2 separate regions of the Sus scrofa genome follow, and region 2 is linked to region 1. Evidence: chromatin contacts called from public HiChIP or PLAC-seq data. All regions are on one chromosome and are shown on one strand. Each heading gives the region's core, a stretch centred on a gene start, on an enhancer-like site or on the middle of the called end of the contact. The rest is flanking DNA. Distances are from core to core; before and after follow the strand shown.

The links. HiChIP or PLAC-seq counts read pairs in DNA pulled down with a chosen protein or histone mark.
Region 2: an H3K27ac HiChIP or PLAC-seq map of alveolar macrophages shows a contact between it and region 1. The contact joins the promoter of MACROD2 here to the promoter of NDUFAF5 in region 1. A contact is called at or near these places in 2 of 47 Hi-C or Micro-C datasets (epiblast stem cells and liver) and 1 of 2 datasets of contacts at active chromatin or transcription factors (alveolar macrophages).

What each region holds. Positions count from the first base shown.
Region 1 is chr17:22,475,124-22,481,707 of Sscrofa11.1, reverse strand. NDUFAF5 (arginine-hydroxylase NDUFAF5, mitochondrial) reads right to left here and starts at 1,364. Exons shown (of 9, transcript XM_013985086.2): 1 at 1,099-1,364. The coding sequence starts at 1,320. ESF1 (ESF1 homolog) reads left to right here and starts at 1,401. Exons shown (of 14, transcript XM_001926068.6): 1 at 1,401-1,511; 2 at 2,611-3,289. The coding sequence starts at 2,653.
Region 2 is chr17:22,631,556-22,638,443 of Sscrofa11.1, reverse strand. It overlaps MACROD2 (O-acetyl-ADP-ribose deacetylase MACROD2), which reads right to left and starts at 3,339. Exons shown (of 18, transcript XM_021077533.1): 1 at 2,916-3,339. The coding sequence starts at 2,961.

The DNA.
Region 1 (6,584 bases), core at 115-2,614:
ACTCTTTTTCCAGTATTTAAAAAATCCATATGTTATTTATGTTTCAACAAGTTAAATACTTCCCTTTATCCCTCTTTCTTTTCTTTCTTTTTTTAGAGCCGTACTTGGGGCATTTGGAGGTTCCCAGGCTAGGGGTCAAATCGGAGCTGTAGCTGCCAGCCTACACTACAGCCACAGCAACGCCATTTCCTTAATCCACTGAGCAAGGCCAGGGATCTAACCCACACCCTCATGAATACTAGTCAGGTTCATTACCACTGAGCCACAATGGGAACTCCTCTAGTAGCCATTTTAAAAAGAGTAAAGAAATTAATTTTAACATACTTAACCCAATATATCAAAATCAGAATTTCAACATGTAATCAGTATAGAAAGATATTAATGGAAAATTTTACATCTCTTTTTCATATTAAGTCACTGAAATCCAGTGTATTTTTACACTTACCACACATGTCAAAGGGACATTTCAAGTGCTCAATAGCTCCATGTCATTAGAAATTGCCATAGTGAATGGAAAGTTCAGATAGAGGAGAAATCCAAAGTTCTTACCCATTAAAGCCCTCACAACCTGGGCCCTCCCAGACCTTCCACAGGAGCTTCCATGGAGGCCTCAACAAGGTCCTTTCAGCCTCAGGGGCTCCGGGTTTGTCTTTCCCTTTGCCTATAGGCTTCTCCCTCCAGATCCCAGATGGTTAATTCCTCCTCACTTCGTCTGCTTGAGTGGCCTTCCCAGACCATCCAAGTCACTTTATCACTTCATTTTATCATCTGGCCTTACTTCTGTGGCTGAAATTGCATTTTGGGGTCACTATCTCGCCTCCTACAAGAATGAAATCTCATGAGGGCAGCGGTCTTACTTTGCCCTGGCCATACCTGTATCTCAAACACTACCTGCCGAGGGTAACGAATGAATGAAAAGCAACTTACAAAGACAGGCACCCGGCCCCAGCCTGACTACAACAGAGGCCCAGACAAGCAGGGCGGCTGCTCAAGGTCACACGGTGAGGAGGGGGCTGTTGGAGCCTGGCCGAAGCTCCGAGATCCGAAGCCAATCCTCGCCCCTCACTCCCACCCCACCCCGCCACCCCGCCAACCCACCTCCTCCTTCAGATAGTCAAACTTCATCGGCTCGGGCTGTCGGGCCGCCCAGTTCTTCTGTTTCCTCTTCAAATCTCGATCAAAGATGTTTAGGGCTCTGGGCGAGGTGCTGCCCCGGGAAGACACGCCGGAGGCCACCTTCCTGAGGCCGAGATTCTTCGCGGGGACCCCCACCGCTGGAGACAGCCGCCACCAAAGCCGGAGCCGAGTCAGTTGCAGCATCTCCCGCGGCTACGCAATTGGCTGGCGCACTTGCGGTGCGCATGCTCTGAGGCTAAGGCAAAGACTTTGGAGAGCTACGCGGAGCGAAAACGGAAGTAGTTTGGCCCAGTTCGCGTGCCATTACGGCGGCGCGTCACGCGGAGCATTATGGGTGTGAGATCCGCGTGAGTCCCGGAGAAGGTTCGGAGGAGGTGAGTGGGGTCGGGTTCCCAAAAAAAGGCTGTAGAGGGGAGAGAACCAGTCTCTAATAGGGTCTCTTTCTGATTCGTGAGGCCCGCGCCCTTTCCCCTTGCCTTACCGACCTTATTTTTCGAGCTTTTCTTGCTTTTCCTCCGAGTCCTGTTGAGGGACTTTAGCCCAAAACCGCCTCCCTGAGGTATCGGAGTTGGGACAGAGAGCCTAGTTTCGAGGTCACTCTGGTGTTACCTGCGTTAGGAGGGTGGGTGGAAGGGAATGGTAGTCATGGAGATGAGAGCGGACGTCGAAAGTGAGGTCAGGTCGCCATCCTCTTTTCGAACACTGGACCGATGATCAAGTGCTTGCATTACCTCTAGCATTTGAATGAAATGGTACCTACCCCGTGAGACTGCTCGGAGGGTTAAATGTTTAAGTGTATAAGAGCATCACTGAAATCTCTTATTTCCCTTATTGTGTAATAAGTTGTTTTCAAATTTAAGGGGGGGAGAAGATTACAGTTTTATAATCATGCCTTGCTTTTAAAACAAAACACTGCTATCTTGTATTTAACTAGCTAGAGAGAGGCTTTACCTCATTCATGAAGGGTGATCGTATATAAAGAGGGAGTTTTGTGAGCTAAACCTGAATTGATTTTTGGTCTGTTTAGTTAGGAGACCACCTTTAGAAGTAAAGGCTGTTCTGAGTAGAATGAGGTAAAAATTAATAGAGGGAACGGACCACAGTATGAAGAAATAAATGAGAACAACTGAGACTTGGGAATATTTTAATTACCTTATCTTTTTGCTTGTAACACATACAGGTATACAAATAGAAATATGGGAATCTAAGTAAATGCATTTGTCTAGTAATCATTTACCCCTTTCCATAAAGCCCTGGACTTCTGCTTGGTTTTGCCTGAAGTTTATTTCTCCAAATGATCTCTGTTCAAAAGAAGATATTGATAGGGCTTTTTTCTGCCTGTAACTCAGGATAAGTTTGGGAAATGAATGATATACATTTAACTTAGAATATAGTATTGTGAATTGATTTTTCCCAAAGCTTCTCATTTAATTCTATTACTAACCCTTCATTACTTTTTTTTTTTTTTTGTAGTATTTGGTTTCTTCAAGCATTTGCCCAGTCAGCTATTTAAAAATGGCATCCAAACAAGAAATAATGAATGACCAGCGGTTTAGGCGGGTTACAAAGGACCCAAGATTTTGGGAAATGCCAGAAAAGGAACGAAAAGTCAAAATTGACAAGAGATTTCGAGCAATGTTTCATGACAAAAAGTTCAAATTGAATTATGCTGTGGATAAAAGAGGACGCCCTATCAACCATAGCACTACAGAGGACTTGAAACGTTTTTATGAACTTTCAGATTCTGATTCAGATCTCTCTGATGAAAATAATAAAGTATTGAGTCAAAAGAAAATAAAGAAGAAGAAAAACCAGACTAAAAGTGAAGTAGAAACAAAAAACTTTGTTGAGAAAAAAAAAGAAACCAAGAAAATTAATCAAAAGGATTTTGGAAATAAGAATGATTTAGATAACTCTGAGAGAATTCAGGAAAAGAAAACACCATGCAAATCTAACAAGATGGATTCAATAAGCCCCAAGAAAAATAGCAAAAAATTTACACAAAAAAGTACAAAAGGGGAAAAAAACATTGTTCAACATAGCACAGACTCATTTACCAAAGGAAAACTAAGGACAGTCGGCTCTGGCACCGCAGAAATTGTTCCATCTCCCAAAGTCAAGTATTCTAAGACAAAAAGAGAAATGCAATCAGGTTGGTTGTAAAGAACTAAGGATTCTTTGGTATTACAGTACTTATTTTTATACTGGTCTTTTTTAAAAAAGATATACGTAATAAGTTTTTTCATAGTATCATTGGAGTGACCAAATGCTTTTTTGGAAGTATAAAGCTATGAAAGGAAAAACACCATATGATAATTAATTTTTTATTTGGTGCCATAATGACTAGAAGAGAGATCAAAATTTGAGTCTGAAGCTAAACAGTGATTTTGATTCGTGGTGGGAACTAGTGGCAACTATTCTCTAGCCAGATAAAGTGTTACATGGTCTTATCACATGATAAGCAGAGTTTGTGTCTGAAGAATATAAGTAGAGTTGGGTGCTCATTCATTCCTTCATTTATTCAACTACTTTTAGTAACTAATATGTGGTAGATAGAACATTAAGACATGATTCCTCTTATATCAGGGCTACTGCTAGTTTATATGATGCCTGTACAAATTAGAAAAAAACATATGCTCTCTGGACACACAGAGCTTCCAGAGCTCATAGTTTGGTGAGGATAGCACCTTTGAGGGAGGAACAGGTTCTATTCCCCTGGGCAGACCCAGTGTTCCTGCAGGGTATATGGCTTGGTGATTGGCGTTTGGCCTTAATTTCAGCCCTTGAAAAGGTAGGTCACCTTTTGCAAATAATAGCTTGCTAAACCCTGTGCAATAGTAATGGTCTAAAGCAGCACAATCCAGTAGAAATGTACAATTTTGAATTTTCTGGTGGACACATGAAGAAGTAAAAAGAAACAGGTGAGTGAGTTCCCTTCATGGCTCACCAGTTAACAATCCCAACTGGGATCCATGAGGATGCAGGTTTCATTTCTGGCCTTGCTCAGTGAGCTAAGGATCTGGCAGTGCGGTGAGCCGTGGTGTAGGTCACAGATGTGGCTTGGATCCCACGTTGCTGTGGCAGTGGCGTAGGCCAATAGTTACAGCTCCTGTTCGGCTCCTAGCCTGGGAACTTCTATATGCCTCAGGTGAGGCTCTAGAAAGAAAAAAAGAAAAAAAAAGATGAAATTAATTTTAATAATGTATTTTATTTAATATGTCAAAAATTATTTTACTATGTAATAAAATAAAAAACAATGGGAAATTTTACATTCTTTTTTTTTTTTTTTTTTTTTTTTTTGTCCTTTGTTGTTGTTGTTGTTGCTATTTCTTGGGCCGCTCCCGCGGCATATGGAGGTTCCCAGGCTAGGGGTCGAATCGGAGCTGTAGCCACTGGCCTACGCCAGAGCCACAGCAACGTGGGATCCGAGCCGCGTCTGCAACCTACACCACAGCTCACGGCAACGCCGGATCGTTAACCCACTGAGCAAGGGCAGGGACCGAACCCGCAACCTCATGGTTCCTAGTCAGATTCGTTAACCACTGCGCCACAACGGGAACTCCTACATTCTATTTTCATACCAGTCTCAAGTTGAACAAGCCATATCTCAAGTGCTCAAGTACCACATGTGGCTGCTGGCTACCTTACTGGACGATGCAGATGGAAAGTGTAAGAAATTAATCAGAACCATAATACAAAATAGAATAATTTTAACTGCCATAGAAGAATAGGGCTCAGAGAATTTGAGGAAGAGGTCACTCAAAATACAGTAATCAATAAAATTCATAGGTGAAGTACTATTTTGGTTTTTTTTCTTTTTTGCTTTTTGAGGGCCACACCCATGGCATATGGAAGTTCCCAGGCAAGGGGTCCACTTGGAGTTTCAGCAGCCAGCCTGTGCCACAGCCATAGCAACTCGGGATCCAACCCATGTCTGCGACCAAAGCTCACAGCAACAGTGGATCCTTAACCCAATGATCGAGGCCAGGTATCGAACCTACATTCTCATGGATCCTAGTTGGGTTTCGTCAATTGCTGAGCCACGAAGGGAACTCCAAGTGAAGTGCTATTTTGATTGGAGTTTGAAAGACTTAAATTTTGGAATCCAGGGTATTCTGTCTGGAAAGAGGTTTTTGAGCAAGGATAGGGTTGGGCTTTCAGAGGAGGTCAGTGCTCCCATTTGATTAGATAATAAAGTCTCTGAAGAGGGTGGTAAATAATAAAGCTAGAAATGGTTGTTTGAAATTAAGTCAGAAACATCTGATTCTAGTTTGTGTTTACAAGTTTTCTAAGCTTATTAAAATTTTGTAGGGAGTTCTCTTGTGGCACCGTGGGTTAAGGACCCCAAATTGTCACTGCAAGGGCTTGGGTCACTGCCTATGATTCAGTCCCTGGCCTGAGAAATTCCACATGCCACTGATGCACCTCCCTCTCCCCAGAGTTAATGTCACCTCTGCCAGCAGGAAATTTTGAGTGTTGGTGTTACTCAAAGTTGGTGTTTAGATGAGCCAGACCAAGGCTGGTTGTGATTACAGGACCTAAGGAGGGTCAGCATCAGGGAAGGCCTTCACATCAGGAAGGTAGGAAGTATCAGGCAATGTACAGAATTCTAAGTGGCAGGGACTTGGGGGATCGGGAGTGAGATCCCATTCCATTTATAATGGAACCAGGCAACAAACTGAGATATAGGGAGAAAGGGATAAGAGTTTGGTTACTGAAAGTGTATAATAAGATCAGAATGGAACAGCAGCATTTGATGCTAAGTTTGTGAGTTAAGTTTATGTAGCATCCTTTAAATTTCACTAGATTTAGGGCACTGAATTAATATAGCATATCCATAAAATCCTTTGGACTGATTTTACAGAATCTTTTGACATATCTTTTAAAATTTTATTTTCTCAATAACCATGAGAAATCAGGATGTATTAATTAGAAAACAAGATTAAAGTGATTTACATGAGGATACACAGGGCTGGACCTGTAACTCAAGTCTTTGAATTTTTCAACCTTACCATGTTGCTTGCTGTAATTTATATTGGTTCTGTAGTCTAGAAGAAGCATTATCTGTAAGTAGAGATTAAGTGACTGAACGTAGAACTGTCTTTTGTTCATTCATCAGTTATCATTTCAGCAACTACTACATACAGGGACTTTTTAAGTGCTATAAGGTAAAAGTGATGTGAGATGTTGCAGTTTGATATTCATGCCATTTTATTTATTTATTTGTTTGTTTATTTATTTTGCTTATTAGGGCTGTACCCACAGCATATGGAAGTTCCCAGGCTAGGGGTAGAATCAGAGCTACAGTTGCTGGCCTATGCTATAACCACAGCAACACAGGATCCAAGTTGAGTCTGTAACCTACATCACATCTCATGGCAACACCAGATCCTTAACCCACAGAGCAAAGCCAGGGATCAAACCCGCATCCTCATGGATCCTAGTCA
Region 2 (6,888 bases), core at 2,090-4,589, 150 kb before region 1:
TCGCTAAAATTTCATCAATTATTCATAAATTTAAAACAATTTCCATATCTTCCACTATTTTGCCTTCATTATTATCAATAATACAAAGTTTATATTTCAAGACCACCAATAAAAATGGGCATAAAAGATTTTTCAATGCTTACAAAGTAAATCCTTGTTGAAACTCAACTTCTATGAAAACAAAGCAAAATTACTTTACACTACTTTATATATCAGGCTATATACAGACTGATAACACAACAGTGGTTTGCTTTTTTTCTTTTCTTTTCTAGGGCCACACCTGCAGCACATGGAGGTTCCTAGGCTAGGGGTCTAATTGGAGCTGTAGCCTCCCAGCCTACGCCAGAGCCACAGCAACTCAGGATCAGAGCTGAGTCTGCACCTACACCACAGCTCACTGCAACGCCAGATCCTTAACCCACTGAGCGAGGCCAGGGATCGAACCCGCAACCTCGTGGTTCCTAGTCGGATTTGTTAACCACTGCACCACAACGGGAACTCCAACAGGGTTTGTTTTGTGACACCAAAAGTAGTTCTACATATGCCCAGTTGTTAAAGCATAACTAAATGGAATACAACCTAGTCTGTCAATATTTAAAGACCATTTTAACTGTGTTGTTCAGTTATACTATGTTAAATCTTCCCAGGAGTTAACGTGAAAAAAAAAAAAAAATTCCCTCTCATCCCCTTTCTCAGGCATTGTTTGAAGGCCCTACGCAGAGGATTCTTTTCCCACATTTATTCTTTCTCTATCCATGTTTGGCCTTATTTATAAAGACTGGGAGTTGCAATAAAAATCTATAGGTTGTAAAGAGCTATTAGAGAAATCAACTTTCAACCTGGAGTGGAGCAGAACCCTGGAGGGCCCCCCCACCATGTACAAAACTGAGCAATTAATGATTAGGACAATAGAGTCACAGAATCAGTGTATAGTGCACACTCCTGAGTTGTTTTACAGATACTATAACTGCCATCAGAGGGGAAAAACACTAGCTGCATGATGACCAGACAGCCCCATCTTGGGCAGTACTGAATCTACAGCTAGCACAATTCTAAGAACTGGCCTCAAGAGAATGGGATTAACATTATTGCTCATAATGATCTATATCTTTGTGGGTATCGAAATTATTGCAGCTTGCTCTGCCCATATTATAAGCATGCAACTAAAATTGCTTGTAGGAGGTGATGCTAGAGACCAATGTTGACATCTTTCACTGTGAGAATGCAGTGCCCTAAATCAGCATGAAAAAGTTAGTTATTAGCTCTGTTTTAATCCCACAGAAATTGAATGAAGTTTGACAGTAAGGAACTTTGCTTTTGCCCCTTTCCTGTTTGTCCATTTCTATTCATTCCCGTCTAACCGTAAAAGAATTGAAGCAATGAGATCTTCAGGCAATTTAACCTAACTCTTGACTTATGCTCTCCTGAATACACACCATGCCCTGCCTAACCTGTTGATCCTTCTCCTAGATAAAAAGAATGAAAATTAAGCAGTTAGAAAATGACTAGCTCTCCACCCCCAACAGCCCCTTTAGCAAATCCAGCAGGCAGATTGCTCAGGCAAGAAAATGCTGAAGAAAGAGTCAGCCAGTCTGCTCACAATAGAGATTCATGCAGAATCCAATGTCCTGTCTCGATGATTTCACTGAGTCTTCTCCCTTTTCCCCTTTAAAAACTGTCATGGCTGAGCATAATCTTCAGAGTTGGTCTCAGGACATGAGCCCACTTTCTCCCGAGATCTCTGGCTTTTCTCATTAAAACAACTTTCCTTTCTATTGACATCTGCCTCTAGAATTATTGGCTTTTGGGCGATGAGCAGCTGAAGCTGAGTTTAGCAAGAGAACTAGTCACCCCTTCCTCCTTCCTCTATAAAGAACATGATACTTAAGGAGAGATGTGCATTTCCCTCACTCAGCCTCGCTTTTGATACACGGTTTAGTACATCTTGGCAGTAGCAATTCAAGTCCTTTTTACTACATTTCTGTAAAATTAGCTGCTACAGAATAAAAAGAAAGGAGTGGGGTGGGAGGGAGAAAACTGCAAAGACTCAAGTTTTACCTTGGATTATTACCTAACTCTGACACCAGAGAGAAAAAGAGAGAGGGAGAAAACAGCGCTGGGTCGCACACTTTGTGTATCTCCCCGACCTCAATGTCACTATCAATCTGCCTGATCTGGCTAAGCTTTGATCAGCACAAAACTCAGAGGTGGCTTCATTCACAGAAGAGTGGCATCGGTCTCACAGTCTTACTCTGAGCAACTTCAGACTGTGAATGGGATCGGAATTTAGAGGGAATCACTGCAGAGAAGAGCCCATTCAGACTTCTCTGAAGGCACTTAGCCTCTCGGAAAAGACACGCTCGTGTTAGGTTCTCCACCTGTCCCCCCAGCTCCAGGTTCTGAAAGTCACACTGAGGCGCAGAAGGAAGGGCCCGGCAAAAGGGCTAAAGACGCGAGGGTGGGGACGCCCTGCCAGAAGAGGAGCAGGACGCAGAGGCGCGGAGTAAACCGCCGAAGCTCAGCGGGCGCGGAGCAGCAGCAGCTGCGGCCGGGGTGCCAGCTGGCGGGCACGTGTCCCTGGGACACCCGGCCGGGACTCCGAAAGTCCCAGCTGGAGTCCGGGGCGGGGTGGGGACCGCCGCGCTGGGGGAGAAGGTGACCCGGCGCAGCAGCAGAGAGGGGCGTGAGCCCACAAGTGTGCGAGCGGCAGGTGCCCGGGGGCGGCGCGTGCACGCCGGGGTGCGCGCACGTGCGCGCGTGTGTACACACGGACCCGCGGGGGAAGCGGCACCGGCCGGGAAGGCGCGAGGCGAGAGCCGGGCGGAGGGCGCCTCTGCACACACAGCCCTGTCCCCCGCCCCCACCCCACCCCTTCCACCCCTGCCCCCGACCCCAGGACTCGACAGGACGGTTACCTTTCTCCTCTCTCCACACCTTTTTCTTCTTGTTGCTGGGGTACATGTTGCTGTGGGGGTGGCTGGCTTTAAGCTGCAAGTTCCCCAGGCTCACGGGCAAACAGGGTGTGTGTGGAGTGGGAGGGGTGGGGGGGGCACTCGGGAGGGAAAAGTGAAAGAGGCTCCGCACCCGCGCCTTTCGCCGCTCTCTAGTCGCCGCCCTCCTCCCTCAGCCGGCGTACTGCTCCGGCTCCCACCCGCCTCAGCCCCGCGGCCGCCGCCACAGCAGCCCTCAGAGCCTGTCAACTAGGTCACGCCTCGCGCTAACCTAACACCCGCGCAGGCCCCGCCTCCCAGCCGCTAGCCAGCGCCGCCTCCCATTGGCTGCACCATCCGCCGCTCTCCGCGTTCCAGCCACCGCGCGCCCCGACTTCGGACCCAGGGCGCAGGCGCAGGCGCAGGCTCGGGCCCGACGCCGAGGACGTTGGGGAGCTTGAGGGGGCGGAGCCAGGGAGCAAGGGGGCTGGAGGTAGCCTAGCGGCTGGGGTGGCGCGTGAGGCGGCTTCCTTGGAGAGGCAGGAGGCACTAGGAGATCCCCTCCCGCTTTGCTGCGCTAGGAGGACCCGAGGGCGTGGCCTCTAGGGCCAGGTGCGCCAGGTGACTGCGGAGCATCCTCAGGGCCTTAACCTGTGGAAGTAAGAGATGTGAGTTGACACGAATTGTGCACGTTCACTCTAACTGCTCCATCTGGATGGCTTTTACCAGATAATCTGAAACTTTTCTGTTGGTGGGCAAATGTAACCGAAAGAAGTGAAAGGATTAGGTAATGGTTTCAGACCATATGTAATCAGCTTCTCAACCTTACACAGTTCAGTGGAGTCCGATGAAAAGTGGAAAGAACAAAAGTAAACTGGAGTACTCAAGAGTTTTAAGAACTGGGAAGTAGTGAGCAACCAAAAGTTATATTGGAAACAAAAGACTTTCATCAAAGCAAATTCAAATGGGTGTTAATAAGAGCCAGGTCATATTACCGTTTTATTCCCCCACAAATTGCTTCAGGTCAAGGTGATGGTCTAAAGGGCTCACCTGATGCTGGGTAATACTAGTATTTAGGTGTTCTAGAATTTAGAGGAAGTTTGGTAACCCCCTCCCCAAATTTATGGTTTTTCTAAATATCAGACCATCCACTAGGCTGATTTCTTTGTGAATCCACATTTGTTTAACAATTGGAGTGTTGTCTTATAAGCTGTACTTAAGCTAGGTATGTAAGAACAAGTAGTTATTTGGAACACATTTTTTAACAATTAAAAAAAAAAAGAGGAGGCCCCATTAAAAATTGTAAAGAATGAAATGTTTTGAGTAACAGGTCTCTCTCATGAGGATGATTAATAACATAGTAAGGTACAATTTTTTATTTTAACATTATCTCTGCTTTTTTTCTTTTAATGCTATGAAATAATGTTTCAAGAAGGAAGTGATATTTGAGCTAGTAATAAAAATATGCACACATTTATTGGCAATGGAAATAAAAGGAGGGCTCTGATTCAAAGCATAGTACCCAGGTAGAATCAATAAAAATTGTTAATGCAATAGATTTTGGAAAGAGGATGAGAAAGAAAAAGAATATAAGGGTTCCATGGAATAGTTGAAAATAGCAATTTATCAATAAGATTGGGCAGTACAGGAGCAGTTTCAGATTTTGCAGGAAAGGTATTGAGTTCTTGTTTAGAAATGCAAAGTGTATCGTGTCTGCAGGAAAGTGCATCGTACTAGGCACCTTTGCTTTGTTAAAACAGAAGTTTCTGCCCCAACCCAGAGCCAGTCCTTCCACCTGTGCTTTCTTAGGAACATTATACTATTGATTATCTTTATCCTATGTTGACTGAAAGAACTGGGACCATTCATCAACTTTTAAACCTTTTAGGTTTCTCCCATGTTAAAAAAAAAAAAAAATTCCTCCTCCTCTCCAAAACCTCTCACTTACCAAAATGTGTCATTTGTCTTATATCCCACTTTTGCTCTTCAGTTTGCTTTAATCTTTTATCCTCTAAATCAACTGAAATGGCTGTTACTAAGTTAATCAGTTGCCTTCATGTGCTATTTAATGGACATTTTTCAATCTCTCTTACAAGATCTCTCAGCACATTTAACACTGTTAATCTCTATTCCTCCTTAAACCATTCTTTTCCATTAATTTCCTCACTCTTTTGAGTTTCCTCCTGTCTGGTAATTCCTTTACAGTCTCCTTTGTGGCCCATCTTCCTTTTCAGCCATTACATTTTGGAGTTCATTAAGATTCACTACTAATCTCTTGTCTATTTTCGCTTTATACTTTTTCTTTGAATAATTTCATCCATATTCATGGCTTCAGTTATAACAGTGGTTCTCAATCGGTGCAGTTCTGCCTCCCTTGGGGACATTGGCAATGTCTGGATAAATTTTTGGTTGTCAAATCTGGGGGAAGAATGCTACTGGCACTGTGTGAGTGTAAACCAAGAATTCTGCTGAGTGTCCAATAATGCACAGAACAGTCCCCCACAACAAAGAAATATCTGGCCCAAAATGTCGTTACTGCTGAGATTGGAAAATCCTGAGTTAAAGGAAAATTTCTTCTTGAGCTTTAAACCTATACATGCTACCATATACTGGATCTCAACTTTAAGAGGCAGTGTTATGCGCTGGTTAAAAGGCATCTGAAGCTAGTTTTTCTGGATTCAAATTCTAGGTTTACTCCTTTTTTTTTTTTTTTTTTTTTTTTTTTTTTTTGGCTTTTTACGGCCACAGCTGCAACATATGGAGATTCCTAGGCTAGGGGTCTAATCAGAGCTACAGCTGCCAGCCTACACCCCAGCCACAGCAGCACAGGATCTGAGCCACGTCTGTGACCTACACCACAGCTCATGGCACTGCACCAGATCCTTAACCCACTGACCAAGGCCAGGGATTGAAACCACAACCTCATGGTTCCTAGTCAGATTCATTTACGCTGCACCACGACAAGAACTCCAAATTCTAGGTTTACTCTTATTAATTATGTGGCCCTTGGCAAGTTACTCAAGATCTCTGAACTTTGACATTTTTTGAAATCTATTATGTGGAGATGACGATAAATATCTACTTTGTCAGATTGATTTGAGGATTAAATGAGTTAAAACACATAAAGTGACTAGCACATAGTAAATATGGCAGAGATGCTCACTAGCATAGTTTCTTCTTTCTTGGTCCATAGCCAGACTCTATTTTCCAACCTCCCTTGGAATTAGCACATGTGACTGCATCCTGGGTAGGTTATGATGCAAAAGGCCACTTCCATGCCTAACCATCAAAACTCCCATGTACTCATTCATGTTCTCTCTTTTTCGCAGTGATCCCAGAACCAGCATCTCAAGAAGGAAGGAAACTGGATCCCTGAGTCACTGCTTGGAGGAGCATCTTTGGGATCCAAGGAGTACCACATCAGGCTCTTAATGTAAATAAGAAACTTTTATGTATTGTGTTAAGGCCTAGATATTTAGAAGGTATTTGTTTCAGCATTTTTTTATTTTTTATTATAGTTGATTTACAATGTTCTGTCAATTTCTGCTGTACAGTAAAGTGACCCAGTTATACATATATACATTCTTTTTTTCAAACTATACTCCATCATTTTCCTTGTGCTATGCAAGTGATTAGATATAGTTCCTTTGCTATACAGCAGGATATCATTGCTTATCCACTCCAAATGCAATCACTTTAAGCATTTAATTTAATTTTATAATTTTTTTTTTTTTGCCTTTTTTAAGGGCCGCACCCACGGCATATGGAAGTTCCCAGGCTAGGGGTCAGATCAGAGCTGTAGCCACCGGCCTACGCCAGAGACACAGCAACGTGGGATCTGAGCCGTATCTGTGACCTACACCACAGCTCACGGCAATGCCAGATCCTTAACCCACTGAGCGAGGCCAGGGATCGAACCTGCAACCTCATGGTTCCTAGTCAGATTCGTTAACCACTG